Regions from separate parts of the Mus musculus genome. Here region 1 is linked to region 2. The links are chromatin contacts, called in public HiChIP or PLAC-seq maps. All regions are on one chromosome and are shown on one strand. The core of a region is the stretch at or near the end of the contact, and the rest is flanking DNA. Distances in the headings are between cores, read along the strand shown.

The links. HiChIP or PLAC-seq counts read pairs in DNA pulled down with a chosen protein or histone mark.
Region 1: an H3K4me3 HiChIP or PLAC-seq map of bone marrow-derived macrophages shows a contact between it and region 2, with 9 times the contacts expected there. The contact joins two enhancer-like sites. A contact is called at or near these places in 1 of 15 datasets of contacts at CTCF or cohesin (the NIH/3T3 cell line), 16 of 484 Hi-C or Micro-C datasets (the C2C12 cell line, DN3 thymocytes, the Patski cell line and 12 more), 20 of 115 datasets of contacts at active chromatin or transcription factors (bone marrow-derived macrophages, embryonic basal ganglia, embryonic forebrain and 10 more) and 5 of 9 other capture datasets (adipose tissue, embryonic stem cells, liver and 2 more).

The regions. Positions count from the first base shown.
Region 1 is chr11:72,756,654-72,761,343 of GRCm38.p6, forward strand. It overlaps Ankfy1 (ankyrin repeat and FYVE domain containing 1), which reads left to right. Exons shown (of 25, transcript NM_009671.5): 19 at 640-816; 20 at 1,800-1,947; 21 at 3,263-3,353; 22 at 3,587-3,711. Among named protein-coding and RNA genes, the nearest start is that of Gm46287, 5.9 kb to the right of the region's middle. Within about 2 kb of position 2,523, at least 19 of the 459 cell types and tissues checked have an H3K27ac peak or open chromatin away from gene starts, as enhancers often do. A contact at or near this core is called in bone marrow-derived macrophages, where this site is marked.
Region 2 is chr11:72,569,204-72,574,087 of GRCm38.p6, forward strand. It overlaps Gm51906 (a long non-coding RNA gene), which reads right to left. Exons shown (of 4, transcript XR_003949712.1): 3 at 1,614-2,011. It also overlaps the pseudogene Gm12712. Among named protein-coding and RNA genes, the nearest start is that of Spns3, 21 kb to the left of the region's middle. Within about 2 kb of position 1,573, at least 41 of the 459 cell types and tissues checked have an H3K27ac peak or open chromatin away from gene starts, as enhancers often do. A contact at or near this core is called in bone marrow-derived macrophages, where this site is marked.

The DNA.
Region 1 (4,690 bases), core at 1,273-3,772, 190 kb after region 2:
CATTTCCCCATCTGGTATGACACTGGTACTACTGATCTGAGTCCTCTGCAGATTTTACTTACCCAGCACACAGTACACGTGGAGGGGGTGGTGATGGTAGGACAGAGCGTGAAGTGTGTTGTCCTCTCTTGAGCATTGGTCTAGTGATGTAGTATTCATTCCTATAACTATAACCCATGCTCGGGCTTGACTTGAGGAATCTTCTGGAGACCTCATGCTTGTCTGGCACTGCTGACTGCCTCTCATTGCTCATTGTGTGTTACTGTGAAGCTTAAGAAAATCTCTAAAGCCTGTTGGCTGCTCAGGGATCGAGATGGGTATCTCGTCTGGTCAAAGCAGAGGCCCTGCAGCTTACTTGTCCTATTTGCTTCTTCCTGAGCAGCCTGCCACTCACGTGCCTTCCTCTGTCTCTCATTTAGCCCCTTCTTGGCTTTCCATGGCCGGTTCCTATTGTAGGAGGGTCCAGGACTCAGCTCCCATCTAAGCACATTCATGAGTGCATGTGGTTGTGTAGGAGCTCTGGAACTGAGGAAGGATGCTCCGTGGCCTTCCCAGCAGTCAGTTCAGCTGTGGGCTGCGGGAGGATCTGTTCTGTAGGGAACTGGCTATAGTGTGATTCTTTCTTGTTTGTTGCTGCAGGTAGATAATAAAGGTCGGAATTTTCTCCATGTGGCAGTTCAGAACTCTGACATTGAAAGTGTCTTGTTCCTGATCAGTGTCCAGGCCAATGTGAACTCCAGAGTCCAGGATGCTTCCAAGTTGACCCCTCTGCACCTTGCTGTTCAGGCCGGCTCAGAGATCATTGTCCGAAATCTGGTAAGCCTCAAGGAAGCACAGGAAACCAGGTGTGTTTGAGGGTGTATGCAGAAGTTGTTCTTCAAGCTGTTGTGAACAAAAGGCATGAATCTGGGAACCAAAGCAGTCCCCCCAGGGGAACAGATGTGTCAAGTCCCTAGTGTTCTGGTGGACATGCTGGGGGTAAGATAGAGTCAGGCCTTGAGAGCCAAGGAGGATTTAACAGACAGCAGAAAGACTGGAGGTCAGCTGTGTTGTCTGCCTGCTGCCAGGAATTCAGCTGAGGCTTTCTCTCCTTCCTCCCTCTCCTCTCTCCCTTTCTGTCTTTTTTTCCCCACCTAGCTGACCTGGAACTCAATGTAGATTAAGCTCTCTCAGAATAACAGACATCCACTGTGTCTGCCTTCCCCTTCCCAAGTTCCACCATTCCTAGATTAGCTGAGACTTTTAAATGAACCGTCTCTTGATTCTCCAGAAAGACAATTTTGTGTTTATAATACAGAGTAAGTTAAAGAGAATCCCCCTAGGGTCTTAGATAGTAATTCATGTAATTAGATTTGAGCTTAAGTCAAAAGCCTGACTTTCCAGTATAATGTTAGGAAGGGAACAAGCCCAGTTAAGAAAGGGTGTGGTGATTGGGCATGATGTATGTCAGTATTTTAGATAGGGGGAGTTTATTTGAAATTTGAGAATTACAAGCAGTATGGACATTCTTGCTTAGTACAGTGAATATCATTGTATTACTTCATAATTATAATATAATAAAGTCTTAGAATTCCTATGCCCTAAGGAATAGCCGTTGAACATAACGGTAGATAATTTGCCTTTGGCACAGGTTTTGCTGTGTTTGCCTCAGTAGGAAGGTGTGCAAGATCCTCATGCACTCCCTCTCTGCCAGGAGGGTAGGTTGTTGGCCTCTGCAGATAAGAGACTGTCTATAGACTTGTCCTGCTCATGGGGCCTTAAATTATGGGAGAGGCTGATTGAGTGATCAACTTGAACAGCTTCTTGCAGGAGCCAAGGTGAATGAGTTAACCAAGCATCGTCAGACCGCTCTCCATCTCGCTGCACAGCAGGACCTGCCCACCATCTGCTCAGTCCTCCTAGAGAATGGAGTGGACTTCGCTGCTGTGGATGAGAATGGAAATAATGGTAACTCCTAGGCAACCTCCTTTTTTTTTTTTTTTTTTTTTTATTTATTATATCTAAGTACACTGTAGCTGTCTTCACACACCCGAGAAGAGGGCATCAGATCTCATTACAGATGGTTGTGAGCCACCATGTGATTGCTGGGGTTTGAACTCAGGACCTTTGGAAAAGCAGTCAGTGCTCTTAACCACTGAGCCATTGCTCCAGCCCCCTAGGCAATCTCTTATGTGTAGTGTAGTGTGCTCTACCCCACCCTCAGGAAGATAGGCTTCCCTGGGAGCAGAGCTCTAGAGAGGCAGCACACAGCACACCCGTCTCGCCACTGAGCAGCTTCCCAATCTGATTGCAGCCATGGTAGTCTAAAGTGGTTGGGTTTTTAGTTACATTTTCAAAAAATTTGTATTTTAAAATTAAATTAGGTGAAGGGGAATGTCACCTAAGTCCTGGTGTCCTCAGAGGCCGAGGCATTAGATTCCCCCAGAATTGGAGTGAGTTGCCTAACTTTGGTGCTAGGAATTGGACTAAGGTCTCTGCAAGAGCAATATATTCTTAGCTTCTGAACCATCTCTAGAGCCCAGTGACTCATTTCCTTTTTCATGTGCATTTCCAGAGGACAATTTATAGGAGTTAGTTCTTCTGTACATGTGGGTCCTGGGGATTAGGTCCTCAGGCTTGGTGGCAAGAGCCTTTACCCACTGGTCCATGTGGCCTCTGTGTGTGTGTGTATGTGTGTGTGTGTCTGTCTGTCTGTCCGTCTGTCTGTCTGTCTCTCTGTCTCAGTTACTTTTTACTTCTCTGACAATGCACTATGACCATCATGGCAGGTAGCACGGCAGCAGGTAGGGAAGCATGGTGCTGGAGCAGTAGCTGAAACCCTATGTCTGAGCCACAAGCATGGGGTGTGGGGGACAGCATAAGAGCTGATTGGTAATGGAGGACAGAGATACATGCCCTCCAGGAGGCCACACCTCCTAATCCTTCCCCAAAAGTTGTACCAACTGGAGATCAAACTTTCAAATATTTGATCCTATGGGGGTCATTCGCATTGAGACCACTACAGTGAGAGACAAAGCAAACACAGAGACAGAAGTAGATTTCTGTGAAGCCATTGAATCTCACCTTTGAAGCCTCCAGCATAGAAAGCAAGGCTCATGAGATTGCACCGATGACTCATGGTGGGAGGAGAGGAGACGTGAAGGGATAGCTCTGTGCTTGGCTGGTCAGTTCTCTGACTGAGTACATTTAGATGGGGTGGAGAGGAGATAGAGTTTTCTGTCTGTGCTTCAGGACTTGCACAATAAGAGAATTTTCTCCCCAGCTCTTCATCTTGCGGTCATGCATGGTCGACTCAACAATATCCGGGCTCTTCTGACAGAGTGTACAGTAGATGCTGAAGCCTTTAATCTGAGGTGAGTGTGGCTAGCTGATCCCAGGCATAGAGCAGGGTCTCTATGACTTAGCCCATTGCCTCCCTGAGCCCCAGGTGCACCTCAGCAGCTTTTGGTTCCGTGGTAATTTTGATTTTATAATAAATATTCTATGTCCTTTAGATTTAGTTAAGATCACAGAGTTCAGAAAATTTCTTCTTCTGTGTGACAGATATGACAGATACATATCTAACCTTTGCAACTCATTTCATCAGAGGCCAGTCACCACTACACATTTTGGGACAGTATGGCAAAGAAAATGCAGCAGCCATCTTTGATCTCTTCTTAGAGTGTATGCCTGAGTATCCTCTGGACAAACCAGATGCAGAAGGCAACACAGGTATGTAAATACTACGGTATCTGACTCTCAGCATCTGGGGAAGATCCCTCCCATGGAATTTGGTTTCTGACATCTAAAGTGCTTCAGTGGCCAGGACCACATCCCTGTAACCAAGTAGACCTTCACATTGGAACCTTCCATGTTCCCATTTCGGTAGAGATAAAATGTAACCAAGATTCGGGAGGCTCTAGGAAATGTGCTTTACTACCTGTAACATGCTTGGAAGAAGTGGCAAGTTCTATCCAGGTGCCTTCTTAAGAAGAGTAATATGCAGGCCTCTCCAGGAGCTCACTTGGATGGGGTTTTGACATCATTTTATTATTAGGCTACTTAAGGAACATCATTGCCCGGGATGTAGCATAAGAGGCAGGTAGGAAGAGACTTGTATCCAGTTTCAGGTGTCTCCTTGTGTAAGATGACTGGCCTCCCCATACCCATGTCCCGTTTGATAATGGAATTCAGAGCCCTCATGTTACTGCATCATTTTGAGTTAAAAATTTAATGAAGTGTCTGGTAAGGGAAAGCCAAGGGAACTGCTGCTAGTTGTAACTTTGTAGAGAAGAATAGAATAGCTTGGTCAGACCTGGCTTACTGCTGAGCCAGCATTTCAGGAAAAAGAGGCTTCTTAGGGAAGAAGAACATTCTGGAACATTTCAATACTGATTAGTATTTTTCTGTATGTACTGAAAACTCAGGTCTTTTACATTTAGTTACACTGCAAAGAGCTTTGTCTTGTATTGTAAAAGCAGTGATTTTTGACTAGGGAAGCAACTGAGAAGTGGTTTTCCCCATGTTCCCTATGCAAGGTAGGAAACTGTGTGCAGTGTTAATACCCTCTGGCTTCTGACTGGGCCCTGTTTTAGAAGACATTGCAGATTGTCCCTGGAGTTCTCACAAGTGCTTTGGTAGTCTATGTCTAGCAGATGCCCTGCCAGTATTCTGCTCTGCCCATCCTTTGGCTGCTGGGAAACAGCCTGAC
Region 2 (4,884 bases), core at 323-2,822:
CTGTTACAAGGGATCTTGCAAGGGGAAGGGAAGCAGAATCCCAGCCCCCGGGAGGGAGGGGTTTAAGGTAGGGGGCGGAGCGAGAAATGCTGGGAGGAGCACAGATAACTGGTGATGCTCGGAAGGCAGGCCAGCAGCTGCTTTGGTATGTTATTTTTGTTTTTGTTTTTTGTTTGTTTGTTTGTTTTTTGTTTCGGTTTTTCGAGACAGGGTTTCTCTGTATAGTCCTGGCTGTCCTGGAACTCACTTTGTAGACTAGGCTGGCCTCGAACTCAGAAATCCACCTGCCTCCTGAGTGCTGGGATTAAAGGCATTTTGTTATGTTATTAGGCACTTCTGTCAGCCATTTAACCTGAGTTCTGAGACCCAACACAACTTATCATTACCATTTTCAAATCACATTTATTGAGTGTACATATATGTACGTTCAGCCATGTGTGTGGAGGTCAGAGGACAACTTGTGAGAGTTCATACCGTGTGGGTCTCAGATCATCACAATTGGCAGCAAATAAATGCCTTTATCAATTGATAGAAATAAGCTCATGGTCGCAAAGAAAGAGACCACCACTCCAGCGGACACGGCAAAACTTTACTCTTGAAACTTTACTTTGTGCTCGGAAGAGTGAGCACAAAGAGACAGGAAATGCCCTTGATTTCTATTCTAATGCAGGTTGTGAGTTGGTCTTTTCTTCACCTGCCCAGTGCACAGTCTTATTCATTTGGCTAGTTTGAAAAGAACTGGCATAGCCAGGCAGTGGTGGCCCACGCCTTTAATCCCAGCACTTGGGAGGCAGAGGCAGGCGGATTTCTGAGTTCGAGGCCAGCCTGGTCTACAGAGTGAGTTCCAGGACAGCCAGGGCTACACAGAGAAACCCTGTCGAAAAAGAAAGGAAAAGAACTGGCGTAAGTACAGGAAATGAAAGAGGTCACTGCTCCCTGGGGAAAAGGGTCACTTCTCCAGGTCATCAGGTTACTGAACCGCAACAGGGGCCCTCTGTGTTAACAAAGGTTTAACTGGCAGGGGTGGGGGATAGGAGAGAGGAGGTGGGAAAGATATATAACCCCTGCTTACAAAGTGGGAGAGATAAAATGCTTTGACTTCTTTGTTCCAAACACAAGTTCTACAGTTTTCAACAAAAATGACTCATATTTGATATTATACACTAAACTACTTCACTAGCCCCTATTTACTTTTTATTTTATTTTAGGGATGCACTCCTCTGTGTGTGTGTGTGTGTGTGTGTGTGTGTGTGTGTGTGTGTGTTCGTGTGCATGTGCACATGAAGATTCACAGGAGAGGAGGGTAGGGAGAGGGAGAGAGATTCTGTCTCAAAAACAAACAAAAAAGAAAGAAAAAGAAAAAGCAAGGCAGATGTCGTAGTACGGCCATGGTCGCTTGCTAGCAAGTCCATCCCAGCGCTAGATCCCGCTGACCATAGGAAGTGGGTGTGGCTTCCGGAAGTCTTCCGAACCTCCCAAACAAAATGGGAAGATGACAAAGGAAATGATTGCCTAGGTGCTTTGCTTGTCAGAAGCCTTTGAAGCAAATCAGAGCTATGATGAACCGTGGCCACCAGATGGCACCAAAAACTAAGTAGAAAACAGAAACCTACCGGCCTGCTGATCCGCGGTCAGTGCACTTCGACGTGCTCCAGAAATTGAAGGTACGGTGTGTGCTACATGGTGGGGGTCTAGAACGACAGCTTTCCCCAGGCGCTGAAGTAGAGGTTGGACCCAGGCTAGACTCTGTCTTTCCATCTATACATTGGGCACGAGTAGCCTCAGTACCAAAGCTCAGAACCCTCCTTTATATCAGTGTGACTTGGGACTAAGGATGCTGGAAAAAAGGAAGAGGCCTTCTTCAACCCCACTTCCGGTAGTGAGGAGTGTGTCTTTTTCCTGGGCAGGCTACTGGTGCTCACCCACATGAACCTTGTAGGACAGGGCACAGCATCCATACTGTAAAGTCTATGATGAGGAAGAAGCAATCCTCATATGATGAACCTTCCACCTAGAAGAGAGAAATGTGTTTTTCTTAAACAAACCAAAAAGCTACTATCAACTAAGATGCCAAGAGGCTGTGGGCCAAGTTGCAAACCAGCAGAGTTTATAGGCTCCAACCATGAAGGGAAAACCCTATGATCAACTACTTGGGGTCTCAGGGTTTTCTTTAGTTTGCTATGGTGGTGGTTGTTGTTGTTTTAAATGTAAAGTGTGTGTGTGTGTTCCACGTTCCACAGTGTATGAGTACAAGGCAAAGGACAACGTTCAGGAGTTGGTTCTGCAGTCCCTAAAGCAGTGTGCTACAAAAGTAATCAAAGCAGCAGCTGCTGTCCCCCCACCCTTCTGCCCTAGCTTACAGTCACCATAGATGTTCCCACAGGACCTGTCAAAATGGTGGCACCTAGACACCTCCTCAGTGTGCAGCCATCACAGGAGCTGTGCAATGTCAGCCCCTTCTCTCCAGCCTCCCCAAGCAGCTCCAGAGAATTGGTGCCTCAGCCAAAGCCACCTGAGACTGGGAAGAACTTCCCATCTGTACTGGCTGGTTTCCTGTCAACTTGACACAGCTGGAGTTATCACAGAGAAAGGAGCTTCAGGTGAGGAAATGCCTCCATGAGATACAACTGTCAGGCATTTTCTCAATTAGTGATCAAGGGGGAAAGGCCCCTTGTGGGTGGGACCATCTCTGGGCTGGCAGTCTTGGTTCAATAAGAAAGCAAGCTGAGCAAGCCAGGGGAGGCAAGCCAGTAAAGAACATCCCTCCATGGCCTCTACATCAACTCCTGCTTCCTGACCTGCTTGAGTTCCAGTCCTGACTTCCTTGGTGATGAACACCAGTATGGAAGTGTAAGCTGAATAAACCCTTCCTTCCCAACTTGTTTCTTGGTCATGTTTTGTGCAGGAATAGAAACCCTGACTAAGACACCATCCTAACTCATGGACCCATGTAGAGAAAGGGGGAAGGAAGGAGAAAAAAAAAAAAAGCTACCAATTCCTGAGCACGAAAACCCACCAATCTCTGAGCTTCCTTCCCACAAAAAACCCCACCAATCCCTGAACATGAAAATACACCAAATCCCTGAGCTCCCCAAGCTTGGTGCTTAAAATCCCCCACCAATCCTTAGTCTGGAAATCTCTGCCCCACAAAAGCTCGCTCTCTCTCTCTCTCTCTCTCTCTCTCCTGCCTCTGCCTCCTCACGACTTTGTAACAGGCACTGTGCCATCCTGCAAAGCTACAGAAGGGATTTTCTTTCTTTGTTTTTGTTTTGTTTTGTTTTTTTAATTTTGTAATTATATTTAGGTACAGAAAACTTAATGTACATTTAACCCAATTTAGTGGCGAGTTCTTTAGCCTTTGCTTTTTCCAGCTTGGCAATGCGAGCCACAGACTTAGGACCCAGGACGTTGCCTCCCCTGTGGCGACGGATCTCATCATATCTGTCATTATAATTGGTCCTAATAGCTTCCACCAGCTTAGCCAGAGCACCCTTGTCTTCCGAGTTAACCTGTGTGAAGGCAACAGTGGTGCATGTCTTCCTGTGGACCAGGTGCCCCAGCCTGGCCTTTCCCTTGATGATGCAGTAGGGCACCCCCATCTTTCGACACAGGGCAGGTAGGAAAACCACCAACTCAATGGGGTCTATGTCATGGGCAATCACCACCAGCTGAGCCTTCTTGTTCTCCACCAAGGTGGTGACTGTATTGACTCCTGCTCGGAGGACAGGTGGCCTCTTAGTTGGGACGTCACCTTTGCCAGCAGCTTTCTTCTCAGCACGGGCCAGTAGCCTTTGCTTCTTCTCTTGCTTTGTCTCTGGCCTGTACTTGTGGGCAAGCTTAAGCAGCTGAGTAGCTGTCTGCCTGTCCAGTGCCTGGGTGAACTGGTTAATGGCAGGAGGGACTTTGAGCCGCTTGTAAAGGATGGCTCTTTGCCGCTGCAGCCTCATGTAGCGGGGCCATTTGACAAAGCGCGTTAAATCTCTTTTGGGCTGGATGTCCTATCCAATGCCGAAGTTCTTGGGCCTCTTCTCGAACAGAGGGTTGACCACCTTCTTGGCCTCCTGCTTCTTGACGACGGCGGGGGCCGGGGCCACCTTCTTCCCCTTGGCCTTCTTCCCTTTGGGCATCTTGCACGGCTGCTGGAGAGCTGTTTTGTTTTTCAAGATATGGTTTCTCTGTGTAGTTGTGGCTGTCCAAGAACTTGCTCTATAGACCAGGCTGGCCTCGAACCCAGAAATATCCACCTGCCTCTGTCTCTGAGTACTGGGACTAAGGACATGAGCCATCACACTGAACAACAAAAAGATTTTTTTTTAATTGTTGAAGTAACTGCAAATTGAAAATAGGTAGGACAGCTGGGTGGTGAGGACACATGCCTTTAATCCAATCACTAGGGAGGCAGAGGCAGGCAGAGATCTGTGTTCAAGCCAGAGAGAATGCCAGGGTAGCCATGGCAACACAGAGAAACCCTTTCTCGAATGAAAAAAGAAAAAAGAAAAAAGAAAAAAAGAAGGAAGGAAGAAAACAGGTAGAACTAGAGACAAATGTGTATTCCATCTTTAGCAGAATAGGGGGAGTGGTACCGATACCCTAAAAGCCACCGCATGCAGGCAAACACTCATATACATAAAATAAAAAATAAATACATTTTTAAAAATAGCAATGCACCTCTTGCAAGCTGGTGAGGGTACAGCAGGCTCAGAGTAAAGGCAAGGTGGTGCTGGCTAAGTCAATGTGACCCAAGGTAAAGTCACCTAAGAGAAGGGAACTTCAATGAAGAAAATGCCTCCACAAGATGGGGCTGTAGGGCCAGCCAATAGTGCATCTCCTTAGTGATGGATGGAGGAGGGCACAGACCACTGTGGGTGGTGCCATCTCTAGGCC